2 separate regions of the Zea mays genome follow, and region 1 is linked to region 2. Evidence: chromatin contacts called from public Hi-C data. All regions are on one chromosome and are shown on one strand. Each heading gives the region's core, a stretch centred on a gene start, on an enhancer-like site or on the middle of the called end of the contact. The rest is flanking DNA. Distances are from core to core; before and after follow the strand shown. Region 1 holds the start of LOC100382440. Region 2 holds the start of LOC103627703 (GDSL esterase/lipase At5g55050).

Evidence for each region. A called contact is a pair of places that touch in the nucleus more often than the background predicts.
Region 1: a contact with region 2 is called in a Hi-C map of leaf, with 3 times the contacts expected there. The contact joins the promoter of LOC100382440 here to the promoter of LOC103627703 in region 2. A contact is called at or near these places in 13 of 25 Hi-C or Micro-C datasets (bundle sheath, ear, endosperm and 5 more) and 1 of 3 datasets of contacts at active chromatin or transcription factors (seedling).

What each region holds. Positions count from the first base shown.
Region 1 is chr5:214,229,303-214,236,837 of Zm-B73-REFERENCE-NAM-5.0, forward strand. It overlaps LOC100382440, which reads left to right and starts at 2,273. Exons shown (of 12, transcript NM_001175182.1): 1 at 2,273-2,711; 2 at 3,111-3,234; 3 at 3,308-3,390; 4 at 3,500-3,611; 5 at 3,695-3,799; 6 at 4,173-4,223; 7 at 5,533-5,619; 8 at 5,701-5,809; 9 at 5,884-6,032; 10 at 6,122-6,175; 11 at 6,249-6,556; 12 at 6,646-6,911. The coding sequence starts at 2,551. The coding sequence ends at 6,539.
Region 2 is chr5:214,055,321-214,062,929 of Zm-B73-REFERENCE-NAM-5.0, forward strand. It overlaps LOC103627703 (GDSL esterase/lipase At5g55050), which reads right to left and starts at 5,962. Exons shown (of 3, transcript XM_008648012.4): 1 at 5,392-5,962; 2 at 5,162-5,292; 3 at 4,130-5,081. The coding sequence starts at 5,671. The coding sequence ends at 4,365. It overlaps LOC100216753 (katanin p60 ATPase-containing subunit A1), which reads right to left and starts at 3,909. Exons shown (of 13, transcript NM_001309903.1): 1 at 3,439-3,909; 2 at 3,177-3,326; 3 at 2,618-2,748; 4 at 1,812-1,926; 5 at 1,453-1,727; 6 at 948-1,072; 7 at 595-638; 8 at 292-423; 9 at 116-193. The coding sequence starts at 3,738.

The DNA of each region.
Region 1 (7,535 bases), core at 1,023-3,522, 170 kb after region 2:
GTGCACCGGACACTGTCCGGTGGCACACCGGACAGTCCGGTGCGCCATACCAGGGAGCACTTCGGTTTCTCTTTGCTCCTTTCTTTTGACTCTTGTCTTGTTCTTTTTATTGGTTTTATGTTGAATCTTTGGCACCTGTAGAACATGTAATCTAGAGCAAACTAATTAGTCCAATTGTTTGTGTTGGACATTCAACCACCAAAATCATTTAGGAAAAGGTTTAAAGCCTATTTCCCTTTCAGCAGTCTTGAGTGGCCTGTAGCCTAAGTCATGGCAACAACACGCTTGTTGGGCCTGCATTGTCTTCCACCTTATATTTAATGTGTTGTACATAAGAATTATCCATTAAGCTATCACTATGGACTTATCCTTGGTTCCTTACATGGTGGGGTCCGTTTCTTGGGTTCGTACTGTCATCGTTGGACTCAAACCTATCCCTTTTTCTTATTGTAGGACTGCACTTATGCATCACAAGTCCCTTGTCTCCTCAGTGCATCAAGCACCGAAAGGCTTGGGCCTCGGTCGGCTTTGGGAGGGGACACCGAGGGGCTTAAGGAGTGTAGGGCCAATGGATGTACCCTAGACACCTAAATATTGTTGAGTGCCTTGGGGACTGAACTGCATCAAGCACCTGTATGTCATGCATCCTAGGGCATGAGCCCCCCTAGAGACTTAGGCTTACTCTTGTGAGTGCCCTGGGGCACGAGGGGTCCAAGGCTTATTCTCATGAGCGCCTCGGGGCGATGACATGCCTTAAGGTCATATTCTCATGAGCGCCCCGATGCGTGATAAGCCTCGGGGACTTATCCTCATGAAACGTGGGACCCTGAGATCTTTAAACTACTAATTAGTGCTCGCGGGTTCAAGGCTCTTGAGGATTTACATTATTCCCTGTTAGGGTTTTCTTGGGGTAGTACGTGTCCCGAACACTTAGATCACCATTGGGTCTGGTGGGTCCTAAGTTTCTTTGTGACTTTACAAGTCCTAGTGCATAACTATCCGTTTGGAGTGCCATGATATCAAGTTTCTTGCCATCAAGCTCCTCATGTGTTCGGGGCCAAAGGAGGTCCTCACGACATGGTGCTCCGGTGGTGTGAACCTATGACAGTAGGTCCCACAATAGTCTCTTATATTATAACCCTTGAACTTGTCTCGAAAGTTGTCGAGCATAGGACCTTGGTCAGATGTCGACACTAATTCTACTAGAAACGTGTCTCACGATCTAATATTTGGAATAGATTTAAAACTAAAATGTTTCAGCATGCCAATCACATCCCAACATTTAACTAATAAACAAATTTGTATAAGGAATACATATATTTACTTTCTTTATTTTAAGTAAAACAATAAAAAAGTGTTATGCCTGATATATATTACGGAAAAAAATAATTACTACAAAATATGAAAGACATGACATAAAAAATCTACTTGCTTTGATTAAGGGGGTGTTTGTTTGGGATTATAAACCACCTAGATTATATAATCCAACAATTTTTGAACTAACTCTTAGTTCAAAAGGTGTTAGATTATATAATCTGGATAGATTACAATCTCAAACAAACACCCCCTAAGTGCAAAGGTGCATGAGGGACCAGTAAAGACTCCTCCCACACTTCGAATTGCCGGCTGGCCTGTGGACCGGATATCCGTGTTCAATTCCCCTTGACCCCACCTACCAGCGAATGATCACACACTCATTTGACTTGTACTCCGTACAGTTTAACGGTTAAACCTCTAGGGCGGCAAAGACGGCGACGCGGTAACCGGTACTTCCGGTACAGCACTGCTCGAGCGCATCGTCTTGTCTTCTGGGCCCACCTGTCGGCACCTAATTTAGGGCCTGTTTGTTTACCCCTCAGATTATATAATCTGGATTAAATAATCCTAAGAGGCAAACAAACAGTCCAGCTTATTTGCCGAGATTATATAATCTAACCCTTTGGATTATGATAATCCATAAGCAAGTGAGGAGGTGCTTATTTCAGATTATTTTTTTCCCACTTCCCCACTACCCTTTAAAGTTTCCTAGAAATTACCCACCATTGCCATTATAACCCACCATTGGCATTAATGTCTTCATCATACAAAAGAATCTTATTAACAACTCAAATAATCTGGATAAACAAACGGGACTACTCAGATTATATAATCCAGATTATATAATCCAGATTATATAATCCTCCAAAAATAATCTAGATTATATAATCCATGGGTTAAACAAACAGGCCCTTAATTCGTCCGCCTCTCTCGGTCGCGTCTCCCTCCCTCGTGTCACCCACCCATTTTCGTCGGCCTCCTCTTCCCCCCGCCTCGCCAGCCCGAATTAGGAGCTACGACGAATCTACCGGGCCGAGCTCGCCAGCTGGCCTCCCCGAGGGCGAGGCCCTATCGGCTGCCGTTCCCCCATTGACAGGGAGCTCAGCCCCGCCACCGCCGCGGCTGCGGCGTGTGGACGTAACCGGAGCTCCTCGCAGCCGCTGATAAGATCCGAAGGGTTCCTAGGCTTTTTGTGGCGGGAGGCGACTGGTTCCGTCGGGTGGTCCGGTGAGCATGGCGGGGCCCAAGTTTGGGTCGTTCAAGGCAGAAAAGGGGGACTCAGCGGCGGCTGCAGGCGCGGCGGCGCAGAGGAGGGACCCATACGAGGTGCTCGGGGTGGGGCGTAATGCTACTGAGCAGGAGATCAAGAGTGCCTTCCGCCGCATGGCACTCAAGTAAGTATTGTCTGCAATGGTCTTGGATTTGGGCACTTCGCGTGCTCTTATTTTCCTCAGAGGGAATGACTGTGTTCAAATTCCTTTTGTAGATTAGTTCGCATTTTGTGCTTATTTTGTTCCGAGTATGCGTAGCTGTATATTGTTTTATTATCTTGAATAAATTCCTCTCCTTTTGGAACCACGTAAAGACCAGTATTATATAGCTTCTGAATCGTGCATTATAAATTGGAACAACAAGCAAGGCTCTGTCTTGCAAAGAAAAAAAAGAAGCTCTGTCCTGCCTTATGTGTATGTTATTGGTAGTTTAGACTGTTTAGCTATCTTGTTTACTGATAAATTGATGGTGACGATGCAGCTGTCTGAGTATTTATATATCTAGTAAAATTTGTCATGCAGGTACCATCCAGATAAGAATTCAGACGACCCTGTTGCCTCAGAGAAGTTTCAAGAGGCCACATTCTCCTATAATATCCTGTCAGATCCAGACAAGAGGCGCCAGTATGACGCATCAGGGTTTGAGGTGATTGGGGGCATGGTTGAGCATTTGAGCTGACTGTTTTTTTCGTGTGACTAATGTTTTTGTTACTGTCCAGGCCATTGAAGCAGATAGTCAGGAACTGGAGCTGGACCTATCAAGTCTCAATACTGTAAATACAGTGTTTGCTGCTCTGTTTAGGTAGCTTAAAGATGATATATCTGCTATTCTGCTTTACTCGATATTATTTGCCTTGTTATGTAATGTAATATATATTTGCCTCATTGTGTAATGTAATATATTTGTGCAGCAAACTAGGTGTTCCAATCAAGACCACTGTCTCGGCAACAGTTTTAGAGGAGGCATTGAACGGGTCAGTAGAGATTTCTCAGCTTCAGCTGGGCAAATCTCTATGTAGGAAGGTTGGCTACTGCTGCTTTTTGTTCTTTATCTGTTCATTTTTTGACCAGTGAGTAAAATTCCGTATTTGTACACATGTTGGCAGGTAGAAAAGCAGTCAGCTCACTTTTATTCTGTGGACATAACAGATAAAGAAGCCAAAATGGGCTTAGTTTGTAGAGTTCATTCAACTTCTAAAAGTAAATTTAAGGTTTGTTGCCAACTTACTAGTCAATCCATCTTCTATGATCTTTTGACCTTATAACTTTTATGTTACATCAGTTATTGTGTTTCAGTTCTAAATGTCGCACTCCACTAGTAAATGTTTTCTTTCTCTTTTTTTGTGCAGAACTGACCGTGTAATTTGATTCTGTCAGTTAACTGATAAGCATCGTCTTTTAATTTTAGTGTAGTGGAAAATTTTATGTCACTTCCATTTTTATTAAATTACGATAGTCGATAAATGATTAGCTGATTCCCTTTAGTTGTTGTTAATGTTGCAGCGTAGAATGTTTAAATAAACCAAGTACTTGATGTATTGTGCAATTGCAGCAAAACAAGTTTGTTGACACTTCTCTTTTCAGTTGCTGTATTTTGAGCTTGAGGACAATGGTGGATTAAGCCTTGCTTTACAGGTATGCATGTGTGTATCCAGCTTATCGTTTTTGTTAGTGCAAATTTAAAAAGAAAAAGACAAAGTTCTATTGGTTTTTGGCTTATCAACTGCCATTCTGCCAAGCATATGACACCAAACATGTGAAACAAATATTTTCGTACCAAGTTCAGATCTTGTTGATTTGGCAACCTTGAGGGAACAGCCAAGTGGCTACAGCGCATTGACTGTCATAACTGTAGTACGTGAGTCTCAATAATGATTTTGTTTATCCCTGTAGATGTGTTTGGCATCTGTTCATTCTAAAATATAGCTGATATGGTTGAAGCAAGTCCCCTCAACATAATTTATGACAGGGCAGTAAGATATCGTTGCCTGGGAAATTTCTCATCCTGACATTATAAGTTAATTTTGTAGTTTTTTATCTCAATCTCAGAAGATCAGTGTTCAAATGGATGACCTGTAGTGAATATTTCTGTGGTATATATAAATTTGAATATGTTCCTTAGCATTATCTAAGATCCATCTAGAAGCCTTTATTGGTCCAGAAATATTACCAAGGGTCTCAACCGTACGTGTTATCCTGCATAGTCTCCAACTCTCCTATGGGATAAACTGTGTGTACCTTGACTTCATTATTAAATGTTATGTTATCCATCTAGAAGCTTTTAACTATAAATTTACCAGATCACTGAAATGGGCAAGTGGCTGCTACCACACCACTTCTCTCCAAATTAAACAGTTAAGTAATTAGCTTAAGGAATCTGATTGTGAGCACACCCTGAGTTGTTGTGAGATGCTATCACAAAGGAAAAGACAGTAATATCTGGCCCATCAATTCTTGATGATGTGTGAGGACGTTATTTCCCCTGGGTATCAAAGCCAGTTCTTATTGAGAGAGATCACACAGTTGTCTATGTATTTAGGGAGTGTAGGAGTATAGGTGAAGTAGGAAACACATCAATCTACTGCACTTGGATTAATCTAGTTCAGTATTGATTCAGACACCATGTCTAGGGAATCAACCCAAGTAACTCAGGTGAGCCATCTTTAGTAAAGGGAACACAAAAACTATACAGATAGGATGTCATAAATGCACATAAAACTTCACAATAGAATAAAACAGATGATGCACATAAAGCTTCACAAGAGAATAAAACAGATGCATAATTTAGAAAGAGTGGCATAGTTACTAACTGATTTCTGAAGTTATTGCCTTGTTTGTATTGAAGTCTGCTGCTTGACAATGTTCTAATATCCACAAGGGGATTTCGTGATCTTACCATGTTGTCTGAGCATGATTTCAGCTAACGTCTATTAGCCTAGTGCAGGAAGATAGTGCAAAAACTGGAAAAGTTACTTCTGCGGGCATGTTCTTTCTAGGCTTTCCTGTGTATCGGTTTGAACAAAATAATTCAGTGAGTATACAGATTAATGCCTTTTTGCATCTTTTTGTGTTTCTTTGTGTGTTTATTTTTACAAGCTCCTATTACTACTAGGCTGCTGCTGCGAAGGATCCTGACAGTGCTTTCTTTAAAAGATTGGATGGCTTTCAACCTTGTGAAGTAAATGAACTGAAAGCAGGAAGCCATTATTTTGCTGTATATGGTAATCTCATTTTCTGTGCACCATCTAGGCATCTAAACTATATTACAGTTTACTGAAAAACAACCATTTTTCAGGTGACAATTTCTTTAAAAGTGCAAGCTATACTATTGAGGTTGTATCTGCTGAACCCTTCTCTGCTCAAAAAGAGAAGCTACGAAGTGTGGAGGCAAAGATAATTGCAAAACGATCTGAGCTGTCTAAATTTGAGTCTGAGTATCGCGAGGTATGTGGATCCCTTTGACATATTTTATTTATGTAGGTTCTCAATTTATCATAAAGTTTAAATGCTAAAACACATCACTAAATTGGAAGGTTTTGGCAAAGTTTACTGAGATGACTAGCAGATATGCTCAAGAAATGCAAACGGTATGTGCATTCATTATAAACTGTCATTTGTGCTTCTCACTGTGGTCTGAACTTTTTATGTTTTCATGCATAGATTGATGACCTTCTAAAGGAAAGGAATGCAATTCATGCATCCTATACCAACAACCCAACTCTGCAGCGGAGTTCCAGTAGCAGCAAAGGGAAATCACCCTCTAAAGGGTCCAGAAGTGAGGATGACCAAACTGTAAAGAAGGAAAAGAAATCCAAGAGCCAGCCAATGGAGGGATCCAAAAGCGATGATGAGGGTCCCGAAAACAAAAAGGAAGAAACGCCTAAAGATCGGATTCGAAGGAAGAAGTGGTTCAACATTCATTTGAAAGTGGACAAGAGAAGGCCCTGCTGATAACTGCGATATATCATGTAACCGTTTTTTTTTGGGTGGGTGGTTGGGGGTTTGGAAGATCTATCTCTCAGTATTAACTTGTTCCTTCTGTTCTTTATTTTTTTAGGTACTCCTCAAGATCTCTGCTCCAAGTACAAGGAAAAAATTCCCATTTGACGTCCAGGAAGATGCATCTTGTCGATCATTCCCATGATCAAGCCCATTCTATTTCCTGAAAAGTCAGGAACCTCGCCAGCTTCAAAAATGGTGTATGTACCACTTAGTTTTGGACCCCTAGTCGGATACTGTTGTATTTATATCAAGTTGGACGGTTATGTACAATAGATACCTTAATAGTGTGATGTCCAGAATGGCAGAATCCAATTCAGATTTGTTCAATTTGTTTGATGTTGTCCGTGTCAAACTTTACTACCCAACTTGACTCAGCCATCCGATCTGAACTACTGATCCTGTATTCCATGAGGCAATCTAGCAATGTGCGATGCTGGTTAAAACTTGTGCGTCGTACTTCATGAAGGAACAAGGTTTCGATGATTCTTGCTGTTTCAAACACTGAATGAACACATGGTTACAATTACAAGAGAGACATTTGAACAGGTATGCTCCTAGGTTGCGTCTTGCGTGAGCTTGGTCTGGTACCGCATGATGAAAGTGAGAATTTGTATCAATCCTCTCAATTGAGAATGGCCAGTTCATCTGTTGTGGTGCGCGTAGACCAAACCGTGATTTCACAGTGTGCGGAAAACAAAATCAACTCTGACCATGTGTTCCCCTCAAAATCAAGCATTGGCACATCCCACGGACAGATTGTCCAACAAAGGATGTATGCTTCTTTTTCCTTGTAGCATTAGATACGGGTGCACCATAGCTGGTCCGTAATTGTGATGGGTCTAATAATCTTCTCCCTCATCTTTAGGCATCACTCCGGAGTTCGGGCACACTCGGCCACTCGCACACTATATAGGGAGGGGTCGGAGCCAAGGGGGCGGCCGGGCG
Region 2 (7,609 bases), core at 4,712-7,211:
TTCACAAAAACAACTAATTTTACTTTTTGGTTTCTTCTTGACCAATGACTACACAAAAGATGCAAATCAGGAGGTAGTTATTTTCCCCTACAAGGAAAATAAACAAGGACCCTACCTGTCGCAGAATTACTGACAAGATTCTTCGTGTAGCTTCATGAATTTCACTGTCTCGAGCAATAGCAAAAGAATCCACCTATAACAGCACGCATGCACGCACATACACACAGGAAGTATGTTCAATAAATTTTGCAATTGCTTGAGTGTGTATGCTACAAGGATCATCATATGTACCTCATCTAGGAATATAATACCTCCTTCAGGAAGATCATTTGCAAGTGAAAAAACAGATCCCAATAGACGCTCACTTTCGCCATAATATTTTGACATAACAACTTCAAGTGGCACATATAGTAGTGGAATTCCCTAATATAAGAAATGAGCAAATAACAAATTAATTCTACTAAAAAGTTAATTGGCATCAGCTACAAATTTGCAGAAAAGAAATCAAAGATTAACTGAATAAAATATTCATCATTTTCAAGAAATTCTTATCCAAACATTACTTTGGAACAATACAAAAAATATAATACTCACTGCTTGTTTGGCAATAACTCGAGCTGAAGATGTCTTGCCTGTCCCTAAAAATAATGAGTGGTAGCTGGTAAGTGTGTCAACACAGCAAACTGAGAGTATAAGCAATCAAGCTAGCGTGTGCATAAAAAGGAACATATGGATTTTCCAGCATCAGGTTTTGCTTGCAAGGTGCTCTAGTCGTTTCTTCGTATAAATATAAAATATCCAGTGGGTTATCAACAAAATTTGTAAGATTTATTTCGAAAATAAACTCAATGAAGCAATCTTCTACTGCAGCTCTCAGCACAGTAAACAAAAATAACTGCAACAACCTGCTTTTAGGCATTAATCAAGGTGAGATTCAGGCAACTCACCAGGTGGGCCCTCAAAAAGAACAGCGCGAGGTCTATTTGTCTCAAATTTGCAGCGCGTGCCGCGAGCAATATCATCATACACTTCAGGACTCTGTAAAGCTAAGAGTACAGTATCCTCTATTTCCCTATATTAGAAGAAAAACTTTTCAAGCTTAAAGACAATGATTTCAGAATAGAGTACACAAAATCATTTGTCTAGTAAGTAATAAGACTAACAGGAAGCCAAAATATAACAACAATGAATTTGAGGCTTCATCTCTAAAAATTAGCAAAAAAAACATAAATGTGTCAATAAATTGTTCCTTCTGATTAGACACAGATGTATATACACATTAAATTGGCAATTGGGTAATATTTGAACTTTACTGTTCTCAAAAATATGTTATATATTTTTTGTGTGTAAACCACAGCGGTTTTTGGTTATTGGAAATTTGTCAGTTATCCTAATGGTACATTAAACAACTGGTTAAGAAAAGGGAAGGAATAGCAAACTGGTGGCACGTGCCTTTTCTGAGGTTCATATCCTGCAAGGTTCTCCCAGATTACAGTGCCATCCATTGGAACACTTGATGTTTCATCAAATCCATAGACTCTAACACCCATAGCCTCTAAATCAGATACAACTTTCTCCAAAGAGGGCAAATGCTTGGATCTTTGACCATTTCCTTTTCTTGGTGTGTTTTTCCCTGATGACCCCTTTTCAGAGGCTATTTTTAAAGCACTTATCAAAGCCTCAAGTTCTTTCAAACTAAAACTCCCAGGCTTGATGAATTCAATTTCCTGAAAAAAGGATCATGATATAAAGGGAAATAACAGAATAAACTTCTTTTCAGAGTCATCAATGAAGGGTCGAAAATAACTAACAGAATAATCTGATCCAATAAGTGGTTCAAATATCAGAACACAGAGACCATCTTCATTGTGATCTCCAGTGCTAGTCTTCTTGGGAGGGTTCAGTGTGATTTGACGTGCAGCTGGACTGGAAAAGAAGCAGTGGAGTAAATAAAATATATTGGTATACCTTATACATCTATAAGACTTGGGACACCCTATATATATGCAATGGACCAAAATCGCAAAGGCCATTTGTGGGAAAAGATTCTGCTAAAGAAGCTTGACAATGATTTGCTATTCTATTAGCATGATCAAACATTATCAAGGGGGAAAGGAAACAGAAAAGTGCAGGGATTATGGATTCCTATGGATGGGAGAATTCATCACAGAAATGAATCACACCGTTTAATAGAACACTCCTCAGTCACCCAATTAACAATATGCTCATAATAACAGAAGGCCTAGAGATGTGATTTATCAGAAGCTGAAAACCAGTAAACATACATCCAAAGGACAGGAAAGAGAGAATTGTGGAGATAAGGATTTGTATGGGTGGGCGAATTCATCAACAAAAATGAATCACATCGTTTAATAGAACCCTCTGGAGCCACCCAATTAACAATATGCTCAGCTCATATAAACAGAAGGCATAGAGATGTGGTTTATCAGAAGCTAAAAACCAGTATACATAGAGCATATACACCCACAGGAGTACAGGATGATACACGAAGATTAAAGCTGAAATTGTTCTGTTGTGATTTATGCTTGCCATGAATGGCGAAAGGTAATTGCATATGCATAATGCATTTGTAATGAAATAGACTTTCTTTGCTAACCTGTCCCAAGCACGCACTAAAACCTCTGAGCCACCACCATGTTGTTCTGCCTCAAGTCCAATATGTGTTACAAGATCAACGATAAGGTGTGATACATTGCAATTAGATGGCATGTTGAATTTAACAACCACCTGTTTGAGAAACAAACCAATTCTGAGAAATATAGTCATTATCATTAAGTGCCGATGAAACATGGTTGCTACTGATAGTGGTAGCAGAAAAGATAAGATATGCTTCTAACTTGCTATGGTATTGATAGTCAGATTGCATATCATTTCTAGAGAACAGCACTGCTGTGTTCTGATAGTTTTAAAGCTTCCTACTCGGCTACTCCACAGCTTTCGTGTACTAATACTCACACTCAAATAAGGACACATGTTTCTATATTTGCAGCATAGTCATGCCCCACCGTCCTACAATTCGTCTTTCTACCATATAATGAATGCATACAGTGTGCTTAATTTCACGAAAACAGGAGCATGGGATAATTTTTTAATGCTAATAAACATGAGACAGTAAACACATGTATATCGCCAGAAAATTTGGGAGAAATAACAACCTTCTGGCCCTTCACTGCAACATCAAACTTCGGGTATGACCCGCGCTGCATCCCTCGGCTCTGGACAAGCTCCAATATCCTCTTCCTCTCCTTGCGGGCCAAATCCTCCCCAACCGCGGGATCGGCACTCGCTACTGTGTCGACCGCTCCCTGCAAACGCAAACGAAGCTCAAGTGCTCAACCCATGCAAACCTCACTCCCGGAATTACAAAAACAAAAACAAAAAAATTCGAGCAATGGTAGAAAAGCCAATTGACAAAACCTGCTCATTGCTGTCTGCGTAGGCCACCGGCAGTGACGCGAGGGCGGCGGCCGCGCCCATAGCGAGATAGGCGGCAGCGGGAGATGATTTCCCAGCCCCCCGCCCCGACTCAACGGGCGCGGCATTGGGGAACCGCAGGCGGCGTGATCTTGGCCCCACGAAGGCGGCGTGAGGTTTCTGAAGAGGAGGGGGAGGGGGAGGGGGAGGTGTGGAGGACGAAGAGATCGAAGCCATCGATCCAGTATGCAGCGGCCGGAGGAGGCGGAGCAGCGGGAGTCGGCGGCGGAGTAGCATGGCCATGCCGGGCTCACTGCGACGCCGCCGGAGAAGGGCGGCTCGTGGTCGCGTGGTGCTGGGCTTCGAGTTCGAGACCGTGGAACGTGGATGGCTCGAGGCCGGGACGGCGATGCCAGAGAGTTCGCGGCCAGAGTTTCGCAGCTGGGCTTTCCCCCCGCCCACGAAAGAACGAAGCGTCAAATGCTGATCTACGTCTTCGTGTGACGTTCACGTGTACTGAGTATTTCGTAGCCAGCATTGGGTTTTCTGGGCCGAGCGGAATATTTTTTTTAAGTTCGCGGGGATAGAATAGAAGGTAGCTTATCTTGAGCCGCATTTTTGTTAATGGGCCGAAAACTTTTTCCACTTTGAAATCAATGCAATTGCAGCGGACGGGAGTCGTTGAGTCAGCACAGCGTCCAAATAGTGCAACCTGCTAGTTTATTCGCGAGCGTACATGGCGAGAAATTTGTCTCGCTGGACTCAATCTGTGTACATGCTGCTCCCTCCCTCTATGGCTCTACATTACATGGTTTATTAGTTTGTATTCTCTACTGATTTGTGTAATAATCAAAAGCTGTTTTGGTAGTGCTAGGCTGCTAGGTGTAGTGATTTGTGTCACACCGGTGGAAAGCTCCGGATTCCAAGCATCAAGAAGACACCAGCTGCTTGAAGTTGATGGGCGCGGCGAAGCCCATCTGCGGCGGCGCGGAGAAGATGGCCAGGGCGCCCTTCTTGGACGTGGCCTGCGTGCCGTGCACCCCGTCCCAGAACAGGTACTCGCCGCGGTTGGAGCAGTAGGTGGCGTTGGGCGCGCACGGGGCCTGCGCGTTGAGCCGCCCCCCGCCGCAGCACGCGCTGGCCACATCCCTGAACCCGGCCGCTCCCGGGTGCGCCGTGAAGTAGGACACCACGCTGTAGGAGCTGCCGACGGAGTAGCGCGCCCCCGGGAGCGCGCCCGAGGCCGTGAGGTTGGCGAGCGCCGCCCTGAGCGCGTCGTTGAAGCCCCTCGCCAGCGCGTTGGCGCCGTCGACGCACCTGGACGCGCCGTCGGGGGAGGCGGCCCGCACCGACGGCACGCAGCCGAGGGGCGGCACGTCCACGATCCCGAACCGCCGCGCCCCGAGGCCGTGGAGCGCCCGCACGTGCCGCGTGTAGCTGGACAGCATGTCCGCGTACAGGGACGGCGCCTCGGTCGCCGTCCCGTTCCGCCGCAGGAACGCGAACACGTCGTTGCCGCCGTCGCTGATGAGGAAGAGGGACCTGGACAGCAGCTCGTCCACGGCCGACGTGCCGCTGTTCGCCACCATCTTGGACTTGGTGGCCGCGAAGTACTCGATTTGCTTCGTCAACGTGATCGTGTTCCCCTGGTCCGTCGACAGACACGTGTACGTACAAATGATCAAGAATGAGTCACGACCAAATCTGGTGTGCTAGTAGTGCTTACCGTGGTGTCGAGGATGCCGGACCCTCCGGACGCGTAGTTGACGCCGCGGAGGCCTCTCAAGATCTGACGGCTCGTTCTTGGCGTCAGGGACAGGTAAGCCGGCGGGCTCCTCTTGAAACCCAACAGTTTCGCTGAAATTTTCGTTTGCAAATCTAATCTGTCAGTCCCCTGCATGGTGTTGCGATGAAAACAGTGGCAGCCAGCGTGAGCTGAAACGCGCGTTCACTGACCGACGAAGTCGGCGACGTTGTAGCCGTTGCTGAAGCGCCCGGTGGGCCGAGAGTGCGGGAAATCGATGCCGTAGGGGAGCTGCGGCGCGGAGTTCCCCGGCAGGTACTGGTTGTTGCCCACGTCCACGGTGGAGTCGCCGAACACGTACAACGCGGGCACCAGGTGCGCCTCCTCCGCCCGGCCGGCCGCGGCCGTCGCCGGCGAGACAACGCAGACGAGGAGCACCAGCAGTAGCACCATGATCAGAGACTTATAACTGACAATGCGCACCCCAATCATGGCGCCTCTGCAGCTAAATGAGCATCTAGCTAGGTACTAATCTATATATATCTGTGCGTGCCGCGATAAGATGAATTGAAGTGCAAGGTAGTTGGTGAGCTGCCGGGCCGGGAATATGTGCTTGGAATGGAGGTGAGGCAAACTCCCTGTTGCTCCTGGGGCGAAGACCATGCGCCTAGCTTTTTATACAGAGGAAGCAATGCTGCGCACGCATATGAACCCGGTATGGACCTGCAAGGCTGCAACTAACTGCATACGCCGTGTGATTCAAAAAAAAACTGCATACGCCGTGTCCAACAAGCGGTCCATCGTTCAATAGATGCTAGCTAGCCAGAACCATGATCTTCTGTTTTGCACCTACTACTCTTCTCTGAATAGAGAATAGAGTTCTATCGCTACCGAAATGGTCGCACAAACTTAAAATGTTTTCTATGGATGCATGGGTGAACTTAAAAGCCACTTTGCATGACAGTACGTAGTCTGACCTATTCTTTTTGTATGGTTGTTGATCGATCCATGAAATATATGGGGCTGTTTAGTTCAAGAAGTGTAATGTAGATGACAACTGTAATAATTTACACCTGACTAACAGCGCTAATAAGTTTGAATAGGTCATCCTTAAACATAATTTAACATTATCTGTTCGAGCAACTCCAAAAGACTAGGTATATGGTTTTGTAAAGGTAAATTTAGCTAATATTAAAAGAAAATTGTATCCAATAGACTCTGTAAACGACTCTTCAAATTTAGTGGCTCTCTATTTCTCCATCTTAGCTCTCCAATTTTAGATAGCCTGCTTCACTCTCTATTCAGTCTGTAGGTTTAGCGAGTCTGTTGGATTAGCCAACATTTTTTCTCTAAAATCTATTTTAGAGAGTAGCTAAATCAGTAAATTTTGCTAGTCTTTTTAGCTAATCTCTTGGAGTTGCTCTTAGCCGTCACGCAGCGCCGGCCCTGGCGGGGGTCGAGCAGTGCCCCCGACCAGGGCCCCTAGATTAGTGGGGCCTCACCCCATGTATTAAATAACAGTATATATATATATATTGTATAGATTTGTCTGTTAGCTCTATAAATTTTTAAAGATCTAATTATAAGTCAACAACACGACAGCAATAAGCAAGAATAATTAGGCATAGCATATAAATCTTGATTTCTATATTCTAGTAGTAGTACTTCATAGTCTCAGGCCTAACCACTTAGGCTCTCAGCGTACAACGAGACAACGATGTTTGACGTTTCATCTCTATTTCTCGCACAGTTGTAGACAATATATACATATACTATATTTATGTGTAATAATTTATTATTATAAAGGGCCTTCTTTATAAGTCTTGCCTTGGGCCTCTAAAATGTCAGGACCGGCACTGCCGTCACGATACAATTGTGTGAACCAAACAGCGTCATACTGATTGGCATGCGCCCGTGCGCTCTTGACTGATCATGGTTATTCCAAGGCAGTGCATATATATTTTGTAGCTGCCCTGTCATCTAGATAGAATAATTAATACATGCCACGCCTCCTTTTTTTGACTTTGATAATCGCATTCGATTTCTTATCCGGTCAGAAGTCAGAGCTATGGATTATAATCCCCTATGGTCTTTAACTAATGCATACAATAATCCTCCCTTATCACGTACTCATTCGAATCAGCAGTTTAAAGTGCGATTTGTCATTCCAAACGTTTTTATACCAAACCAACCTCAACGAATATGTACTTTTGAATTGCTTATTGCTCCAACCACATGTGTGAGACACGTATAACTGATGGAACGCGATCGCACACAGCAATGATAGCGAGTAGTGCCATATGCCCACACAATTGCTATTGGCATAGCACTGGAAGGATCGAGGCAAACCAGCGCAACAGGGCAAAACGGCTGCCTGCCTTTTCGTTGCGTAGTGGCCGAGTGGGCGTCCCATGAGTTGTTGTTTGCCCA